2 separate regions of the Danio rerio genome follow, and region 2 is linked to region 1. A link is a contact called in public HiChIP or PLAC-seq data. All regions are on one chromosome and are shown on one strand. The core of a region is the stretch at or near the end of the contact, and the rest is flanking DNA. Distances in the headings are between cores, read along the strand shown.

Evidence for each region. HiChIP or PLAC-seq counts read pairs in DNA pulled down with a chosen protein or histone mark.
Region 2: an H3K4me3 HiChIP or PLAC-seq map of gastrula embryo shows a contact between it and region 1, with 2.6 times the contacts expected there. The contact joins the promoter of ctdsp2 here to the promoter of mlh3 in region 1. A contact is called at or near these places in 3 of 18 Hi-C or Micro-C datasets (embryo, hematopoietic stem cells and an unstated tissue) and 3 of 4 datasets of contacts at active chromatin or transcription factors (caudal fin, embryo and gastrula embryo).

The regions. Positions count from the first base shown.
Region 1 is chr23:27,529,670-27,534,674 of GRCz12tu, forward strand. It overlaps mlh3 (mutL homolog 3 (E. coli)), which reads left to right and starts at 1,296. Exons shown (of 12, transcript XM_691647.9): 1 at 1,296-1,610; 2 at 1,763-3,942; 3 at 4,408-4,484. The coding sequence starts at 1,764.
Region 2 is chr23:27,621,478-27,626,725 of GRCz12tu, forward strand. ctdsp2 (CTD (carboxy-terminal domain, RNA polymerase II, polypeptide A) small phosphatase 2) reads right to left here and starts at 2,834. Exons shown (of 7, transcript NM_199544.1): 1 at 2,476-2,834. The coding sequence starts at 2,536.

The DNA.
Region 1 (5,005 bases), core at 46-2,545:
AACTGATGGAAGCTTATATTTATGATTTGGTAGGCGTTAGTATAGCATTAGTTTACGTACAACTAATATCATCAAAGCTATCCCACAATCTTTATTGCAGATGTCTTGTAATCTCAAAATAATATAACACCTTGTCTTCCTCAGCCTTTGGTGAATGGAGTGTATGGATATGAATATCCACTTATCCAATACCATAATCCGGAATATTTTTTAATAAAGAACTATATCCCTTTCATTCAAATACAAATGTTTTATTTTATTATTTCTTTAAGGAAAAACTAAATGCTTAGAAGTAAATATTTAAAGTTCCCAGTGGCACTAAAAGTAAAGGAAGTCCATTTTTAAATTCCAAATGGAATCTATCCTTCTAAAGATTTTTGCGATTTGGTTTTGATGAAAGCAATTGTTCCTTTTGTGATGATCAAATTGAGACTACAGAGCATCTTTTCTATGACTGTTAATTTGCTTGTGCCTTTTGGGAAGATTTACATTATTGGTTATTTTCTAAGTTTGAAGATTTTCATGCTTCAACAAAAGAAAATGTACTGTTTGGTAATTTAGCAATTAACACAATTATTATTTTTGGGAAATTCTTTTTTACATTTTTTTTTACATTAGAATAGGTTCTTAAGAGTTTCTCCCAAATCTTATGTATTTCACAAGGTATTATGTCTTTATTTTCTATAGCTTAAGCAAATTGAAGAAAAAGAATGCTGCAATTCTATGTGATTTAATAGAACAACTTGAACTTGCTGAAAAACCCTATATTTTTTCATTCATTCATTTTCTTTTCGGCTTAGTCCGTTTAATAATCTGGGGTCGCCACAGCGGAATATACATATATATATATATATATATATATATATATATATATATATATATATATATATATATATATATATATATATATATATTTTTTTTTTTTTTTTTCTCTATTACATTTTGTTTATTAAGCTTGTCTGTTGTCTGATTAAGGAGGTTTGTATTTTGCACCAGGCCATTTAAAGTAGTATTGTTTACTTTATTCAGTAAAGTTCAAAAAAAAAAAAAAGAAAAAAGAAAAAAGAAAAAAATGTTTACGTGCAACTTGCTTTTAATATCTTTATAGGTTTATTTAATATTTTTCCATTTCTATTGAAATGGCCATTGCTTTGCAAGAAAAACATAAAAACATAGGTTTATATATTTTTTATAAATTACATTTAAAATATTAACAAAAGATTAAAATTTATCGGCGTTATAAAGTCTTTTATTTGTGACGTTCTCCAGTCGCTTGCTTCACGCCGCTTCTCCTCATTCGACGTCACTTCCGGTGCAATTCACGTTGTTTTGGGTGAAAGTAGTTTGTAAACGCAACACAAATAATGGTTGTACTGCTTAAATGAATTACCGAATCAAATGTAGGACGGACGTTGTTTATATCACATTACAGAAGTGCCCTGTTACACTGAGCTGTAGAGGAAACCGGCGTTTTAAAAGGACCGAGTTGTAGTAACGTTACGACAATAACAGCAAATTCGCCGGTGTTGTTACATGGCAACTGTCAAAGCTCACAGGCGACTATTTTCTGCTTTTTTGTCACAAATTACATCATAAAACCGACCAAAAAGGTATTGACGCTTCTTAAGTTAAATTAATAATGCAAATAATGCCAATTCTTTACTTAACGAGCGTCGTTCTTTTCATTTAATAGTTTATTATTATTATTATTTACTTTTTTTCTCACTGTGCATTAAATTGTTTTAACACTTTTGTCTTTCAGAATGATCAAGAGTTTACCCATAAATGTTCAAGCACAGCTGCGCTCTGGTGTTGCTATTTTCTCATTGCAGCAGTGTGTGGAGGAGCTCATATTAAACAGCATTGATGCTGGAGCAACATGTGTGGCTGTCAAAATAGACATAGAGGCCTGCAAGCTTCAGGTCATTGACAATGGCTCAGGAATGTGCCTGGAGGACATGGAGAAAGTTGGACTGCGCTACAACACAAGCAAATGCAGCTCCCTGGAGGATTTGGATAATCTTCATTTTTATGGTTTCAGAGGAGAAGCCATTTCCAGTATAGTTTCCCTTGCAGAAATGGTGGAAATATCATCTAGGACTAAGCAGTCTGTGAAAACGTATGTTAAATCCTTTAATGAAACAAATGCATTGGAGGTTTTCGAAGCTCAAACTGTTCGCCCTTCTGCAGGGACGACCGTCTCAGTCTACAATCTCTTCCACAACATGCCAGTCCGTAGAAAGCGAATGGATCCTGTTTTAGAAACCGAACGAATCCGTCAGAGAGTGGAGGCCATATCTTTAATGCATCCATCTGTGTCATTCACAGTGAAAAAAGAAAATTCAGCACACATGATGGTGCAGCTCTCTAAAACAAGCAGTACCTATTATAGGTTTGTCCAAATTCATGGCTTAAATCGAGCCCAAAAGCTTGGAGAAGTCAATTATGAGCACGAGCAGTTCCAAATAACCGGTCATATAGGCCGTGAGGGCCATTACAACAACAGTTTGCAATTTTTATTTGTAAATGAGAGGCTTCTTTTAAAGACACGCATTCATAAAACACTAAACTGCCTTTTAAAGAGAGTAAGCGGTGCTGCAAGGCAAAACAACAGCCCAACCTCATATCCGGTAACATCCAGCCCCAAACAGAAGGGAGGATATGATCTCCATGGCATTTATGTGATAAATATCAAATGTCATTACTCAGAGTATGACATATGCCTCGAACCAGCCAAGTCTCTGATAGAGTTCAAAGACTGGGATAATGTGCTCATCTGCATTGAAGAAGGGGTAAAGGCATTCCTTACTAAAGAAAACCTGGTGTCGGAGTTAAACACGATCAGTAATGATGGTCTACCATGTAGTCCAGTAAGAAATGCAGAAAGCTCAGAAAAACAAAAGCGCAGTTCTGAGGAAACAAATGAAGCATGTGAAACGATGATTGAGAAAAATGATTCAAGTGTTGTGGACGTCGCTGATGGTGTGCAAATGTTAGAGCAGGAATCAATATACACTGAATCTGATGAAGGAAAAGCACTTCAGAGTGAAGATTTGCCTTTTCAGACCACACTTGTTGGTGCTGCTGAAATTAATAACAACCACGAAGAAGATGAAAATGCAGTTTGTTCAAATATAAGCCATACTGATTCACCGCTTGCTGTAAACAAAAATGTGATGGGAAGCAAATCGCACAAGATTTCACTTCCAGAAGCACAAGATAGTTTGCAGAAATTCTACACCCCAAATAAAACCTCTCCAAAAAAGAGAAGGATGCCGTTAAATGACACCGAAGAAGAAAAACATGTTTTTTATGGTGGTCCCTCAAAGACATTTAAAGCTACACCACCTCGTAAATTAACCCTGTCTTTTGAAACGGGATCTCTTGACAAGTTCAAAAGGTTGTTTGGGAAAGAGGCTGAGAAAAAACAACCAAGCACAGAAAAAACAAGCCTTCTAAATCCAAATCCCAATGACCGCTTTGTAGGATCTACATCGTGTTTGGATGATCTACACCATCCAGTATTGAGGAACAGTTCAGGTCATCCTACTACACACAGATCTACTGAATCTTCATCGCTGAACAAGAAAAACAAAATATCATTAGCTGCCAAATGTTCCTATTTAAAACAGGACAAAGAGCTCTGCAGAGATTCAAACTTCCTTAAACGGGACCTTTCATCTTTCCCACCCTCACAAGACTCATGCTTTAAAGAATTAGAAAAAACCCTCTTAGATGAAGATGTTTTATTTGGATCATCTGGAATTGTTGATTCTGTTGACTTTCCTCTTATTGAACAGGACACAGCATTACCATCTGTTGCAGAAGAATCGCACCTCTTCAACAACAATGTGACTTTCTTTATTGGAAATGAGAGCAGTGTTGATGAAGCCAGCGTTGCCTCTCAGCGTGATCCTCAACACAGCATTGCAGGAAATGAAGGTCAGACTACAAACGAAAGTGTTGAATCAATCCCAGTGTCCAACAGCTGGTTGGCTCATTACGATAGCTGGTTAGGAAAGCTGGTTTATATCAATCAAGTAACAGGGCTCAGCAAGTACAACTCTCCCCCTATGGAGGAGACTCAAGTGCCATGTACCACAGATGTCACTAACATGGCGGTCAGTGTTATTTCAAAAGCAGGTGCGGGAAATGCAGTGAGACGTTTTTGGATCAGTAATGTGCAGATGTCTTTTATTATAAACAGCTTCTCTTTGCTCTTAGGCTTTGAGTACAGGTGTTATCCATTTCAATCAGACATTGTACTTCCCTTTCTGCCCAAGCCCAGAGCAGAAAGAGCCTTTAACTCAGGGACAGACAGCAGAGGTACAGCTCTAGACTGACATAAGGCCTGAAATCAGCTTTTCGGTGCACTTTAACTAATTGTTTTTTTTGTTACTCTTTAAGAGGATGCCCAAGCTCCCGATTCACTGTCGACTTTATTCTCAGAATGGCACAACCCTGTGTTTATACGACCACCAGAGGTAAAAAGTACTGAGTAAAATAGTGTGTGTATTAGGGTTGTCATGATACCATCAATTCAGACCAAGACACTATACCAGCTAAAGTATGACAATATCAAGTAGTACTGTAGTATCGATACTGCAGTAATTCATTACTCAAATCAGTTAGAAATACTATATTTTACAGTATATGTCATAACGCTTAAATTCAATTCAGAATTCCCTTATTATTGAAAATGTATTATTTGTACACACTTTCTCTGTTTATTTTTGTATACACTGTCACTCTTTTGTTGATATTACAATAATAATAATAATTAAATATATAAATCATTGATCACGCCGTATGATCTGTCATGACAGCACCAAACTACGACTCGTATGCAGACAGTTCAAGTAAAAGTAAAATAAAGTGGTCTATTAATTATTTTTGGCACAAATGTAATTACCAAAGTATTGTTTACATACTTCAGCGGCACCGCCAGTATTTTGGAGCCATAGTATCGCGGTGCTACCAAAGTACCAGTAAACCGTACAACCCT
Region 2 (5,248 bases), core at 1,584-4,083, 93 kb after region 1:
TTTTTTTAGGACAACAGTATCTCCATCTGAAAAGAAGTCCAAAGATTGTGTTTTCAATTGTAAGGAAATATGTGTTTTAGAAACTAATGAAGGCAGTATAAGTTAATAGTATTATTTGAATTATCTAGCCTGACATGTTAACTGTTAAAATATTTTGGAATTGTTTCTCAAAATAACATATATTGTGTTCAAAGGGGAAATAAAGTTTTGTTTTTTACCCAAACAATTAAAAAGAATATATTTGAGAGCGTTAATTACAATACCGCCAAACTGTGATACTTTTATCCAAGGTTATCATACCATCAGAATCTTATACCGGCTTAAGCCGCAGTCATAACAGTCATTACAGTTTTTAACATGTTTCCTTGATTAATTTGAACAGCATCAATCCAGCATATTCAGTTAGATTAATTATTTTAATTACATAAAGTTATATAGGCTTTACATAAAAAAACTTTTCAAAGAATACTGCAAACCTTCTCATCTGGTTAAGGATCAATGGTGTGACATGCCCTTGCGCAGTTATGCAAAATACTTTAGAAAATGCAATTCAAACAGCATGAATACATGGCTTCTGCAATGCTGAATGTTTTCAATTTGTGAACTTTTTTTGTATGTCTTAATGAAAAATCTGTGAGTGGTAAAGCTGTCAGAAGAGTGACAAGAATTTTTTTTAAATAAAAAAGTTTTCTATAGGATGTGCCATAAATAATTATGTATAAACATATTTCTTAAAAATAATATTAATTAAAAAAAAAAAACTTAAGTCAGTGTGGCGCAACATGAAGCAGGAAGCCATTTTGTTGTCCTGTCATAAAACACAAGACCCTTTACACCTGATGACTGTAAATCACAGCCATTTAGTTTGCTAAAAATACTAGATATCTTTTAATTTTAAGCACCTTTGATATTTGTAACTAAAAAAATACATCACATTCTCAAATTGGGAAAACAAGAAAATATTGTTAAATACACTCACGTATGTGAGGTGAAAATAAACAATTTGATGCTTTGACTTGGTTACACCATCTGTTTTACTGAATAATAAAAAAAAATGATTTTCACTCATCATAAGACAAATATTCTCTTACACAGTCTACTGTATGATTTGCACATATATTTTAACACATATACACAAATCAAATTGATTGAACAATATTACACATAACTACTGCACCAATTCACATCCTCATTTCTGAGACTGTCACAAATACAAAAAGTCACACATTGCACTGCATGCCAGCAAATATGAAGCGAGTTCAAGGGGTCTTCAAGGAATTTGTGCACACTCGACTTGGCTGTTTTCCCAACATTATGGCTGCTCGTAAGTCACGAATACAGAGATCGTAAACATCTGTAATAATAGCCTAATTGACACCAGTGCTGTAGAGTCACACTAGAAGGACCGGTGTTTACAAGGCGTTTGCGTCAGCTCTATAATAAGCGCGCAGCTCTGCGCATATTTACAACACACGATAAACACCAGTCCCAACTGCACACCAAAACACCATGAGGACACACACTGGCCCATCAGGTAGTAAGTAAAGGGTTACAACATAGTTACTATGCAATTTTCTGCGTAACAGCGCGACATTTTACTCGTTAAACGTCTAGAAAAGGCCTTCGTGAACCGTTGAGGTTTAAACGTGAGCTCGTCGCGGCAGATGGAGGGCGTGTGCCGAGGGGTGTGTTGTGCATTCCAGCGCGGCACCTTGCGCTCTCCATTAGGCCCGTGTTTTTCCACATTTTAGCTCGATATTTCACCTAGTTTCTCTTCGGTTAGAGTGTGACATTCGCGAGTGTAAGTAAGTTAAGTCAATTAAAAAGGAAATGTTTTACATCACAATCTGCATAACGTTAAAACAAGATGTCGCTTAAATTATACATTAACCAAGACGCTCACAAATGAGGAAACAACACCAAATATATTCGCAGCATTGCTTACAGTATGTTTTCAAGTGCCAAATTGTATTCATTGTGTAAAGGAGCTAGAGTATATAATTAAACATATATAATTATTTAAATTAATAAATACATAATTAATTACACATTACACAATGTTCCCAAATTAATAGAAAAACACAATTTTAACAGAGAGAAAAGCAGTGTCGTCTTTTAGAAATCCTTTTAAAACTGATCACATTACGTAAACATTCAGCAATGCTTGACTGCAACGGAAAAGCGTGTAAATAATACAAATTAAGTTAGGCACAGATTTAAGCCACAAACAAAAGAAAGCGCGTATTTCGTCATACGAAGCGAAATTCTTCGTTAAGTTCCAACGGTCGGAACTTAACGAATTCCGCTCAGAACTGACATGTCAGTCAGCACGATATGACAAATAACTGTCACCGCGAGAGCATCGAACGAGTTCGAATCGCACATCGAAGAGAGTGACGCGAAAATGGCAGACAGAAAATGCGCGATCAGAAAGAGTTGACAGCGCCGTTTAGCAAGTGACAGAGCTTTGCCTACCTGTTTTCGAAGACAACCGAGTATCCTCTCTCTGCACTTGAGTGATGATAGAACTTTCCATCTAACAAACGCACAGCCCTCAACGTCCAACCAACCTTTTCCAGCGACAAACAGTCGGTCCGCATTTAGTGGCATTAAAAGCTAGCGAGGCTTGAAATGAATAATTTCCGTTGGCGCAAACAATCTCAAACCTACAGCGACAAATTATTTTGATATTTATTTATTCCCGCCTTCTATTCTCTTCCACATGGGAGGGGCATGACACTTTGTTGTGTTTTTTCTTATCTGCTATTTTCTAGGCTTCGCGTCTCGGTTTACTTTATCGCTTGTATATTTATCCATAGCCCCCTCTAGTCTAGGTAAAGCCCTCACTTTTTCTCCAACAACATGGAGAATCCAGGCGAAAGAAGAAAAACAACCGAGGACATGGGGCAGGGACGGTTTCAAGTTCCCCTTACTACAGATAAACAACCCCGTAGCTGGGCTATTTCCAAAACAGTATTTCGGGAAAAGACACCACCAATACGATCAGATGTGCCGTTTAAGAAGATAAAACGCTAAAATAGGCGAACATCGACGATTTTTATGTTTTTCCGTGTATTGTTTTGCTTTGGACGGACTCTGAGGGGCGCCTTGAAACAGCTGGTCGTTTCGGATTGGATCTCCTAGAAGTGGGAGTAGCTGAAGCATTCTTCTGTTCTGCACACTCCATACCGAAAACATTCCAGTGCTGGATTTGTCGCAAATCAGTAGTCAGAAGCTGGAGTCGTGTTAAATCTAAATTACACTGTCGGAATGCTAATTTAATAAGGAGGAAATTGTGAAGGAAACGCGTGATGGGCTTGAATTGATAGCATCAGAAAGATACGGTTTAATGGTTTTTCTATTGATCTTCGTCTTCATCATCAATGCGGCATTGATGATGATGATGGTGAGGATTAATTGAGGTTATACATTGAACAGTATCTGTCCGAAATAACTGAATAGCCCAGAAATGATTTGCATTTTTTATCCTAAGAAATATACAAACAAAGTAGGTCTTACATAAGACAAGCATAAAGTAATCAAATCAAATATAGGTGTGAAAAAACAATGTATGGTAAGGACAATTGTACTCTACATAAAAAAATAAATAAGTTAATAAAAAATAAATGATAGAATAACAATTTTTTTTGCAAAAAATACAATTGCAAAATTAAAATGTAAAAAAAGCTAGAATAATAATAAAAAACAATGTTAATCTAAAATTCATTAAAGGGATACTTTACTGTTTGTTTATACCTAAATAACCCAGAGCACAATCAAGCTATTAATAAAATTATTATTCAAAGAGAAATACTAAATCATTGAGTGCAAAATGTTGTATTTCTGCAAAAAATGATGCAAATGTAAATTTTGATTGAAGAATGTAAAATTTTTCAATGTCTCTGTCATTAAACTAAACAAAAAACAAATAAATAAATTCATGAATTAATTAATAATCAACAAAATAATATAAACTGTTTCCATAAATGTAATGCTTTGGTAAGAATATTGAGTCATTCTGCAAATAATTGAATCTTTTGCATCAATTACAGCCTAAAGTAATTTGTTTGTTTCATCTAAAGCTAAAATGAATTAAAGACATGTTCGTGTGTACATTTATAAAATAAATAAACTTTTGCACAATAAAGTTATTAAATTATCATTTTAAGTTCTTTTGAATAAACAAATAAACATATTTTAACTACTGAAAAAAATGAATGCAAATAAAAATGTTGTCTGATGAATGTTTAATGTTTCAGTGTTTGAAGTTCAAAATAATAATTAAAAAGAACAAAACATGCTGACGATGTTATCATTTGCAACTTGAATGCTTTTATAAGAATATTTCATGTCACAATATAAAATATAGTCATTAAAAACGGCAAAAACTCTGCAGTGGTGTAAAGAAGTTTTGACCAAGAATTGAATCCTTGAAGGATTTTAATATTTAAAAAACATAAATGCTCAATACGTAAACGATACATATTTTATATATAAATTGAAAAATGTATGAAGATTTATATGCATTTATTTATGTATTATATATCATCTTTGTATCAAATTACAAAAAACGAATTACTACTTATGTGAGACGATTGTAATGCAGCATCTATCGGGCTGAGAGTAAATTTGTTTGTTGTCATCAGTCTCACACTATTTTCCCCCTTTCTCTGAAAGTCTTTATAACACCATCGTGGTGTTTTTCTTTTATTATATCAGCAAATGGGATTGCAAAAAAAATACTTATGCTGCTGAGAAACCCAGAAATGTGAAATGTGATTTACATGTAATCATTTAGGAATTTTGTACATTTATTTGGTAGTTATGGTGGCTTCAATTTTTTTTTGGAATGAAAATGTAATCCATTGTGTTATGTCTATATTTTTGTAATCTTTAAGTTAAATGAACAGAGGTAGAGGATAGTAAATGTAAGTGATAAAAGAGCAACAGTTTTTATGAGTCTAAGCGCTGCCCAGAACTCCTGTGTTGGAAATCTATTCCTGAATATTCCCAAATGGGACCAATTCTATACCACAAAACCAAGACATAAACAAGAATGGTACCACTGTTTACATTTTCGAAATGTGGAAGTTGGGCAGATGTCAGATATGTGACTAAAATAAATGTAAGCTAGAGTTCCAAAACATGTTCTGCTTTTGAAAAAAAGTGTTCAGTTTTTGCAACTCTGCAACAAAAGACAGGGAATGTTAAATATTGCTTGGGCTCATAATATCAAACTGTTATTTTA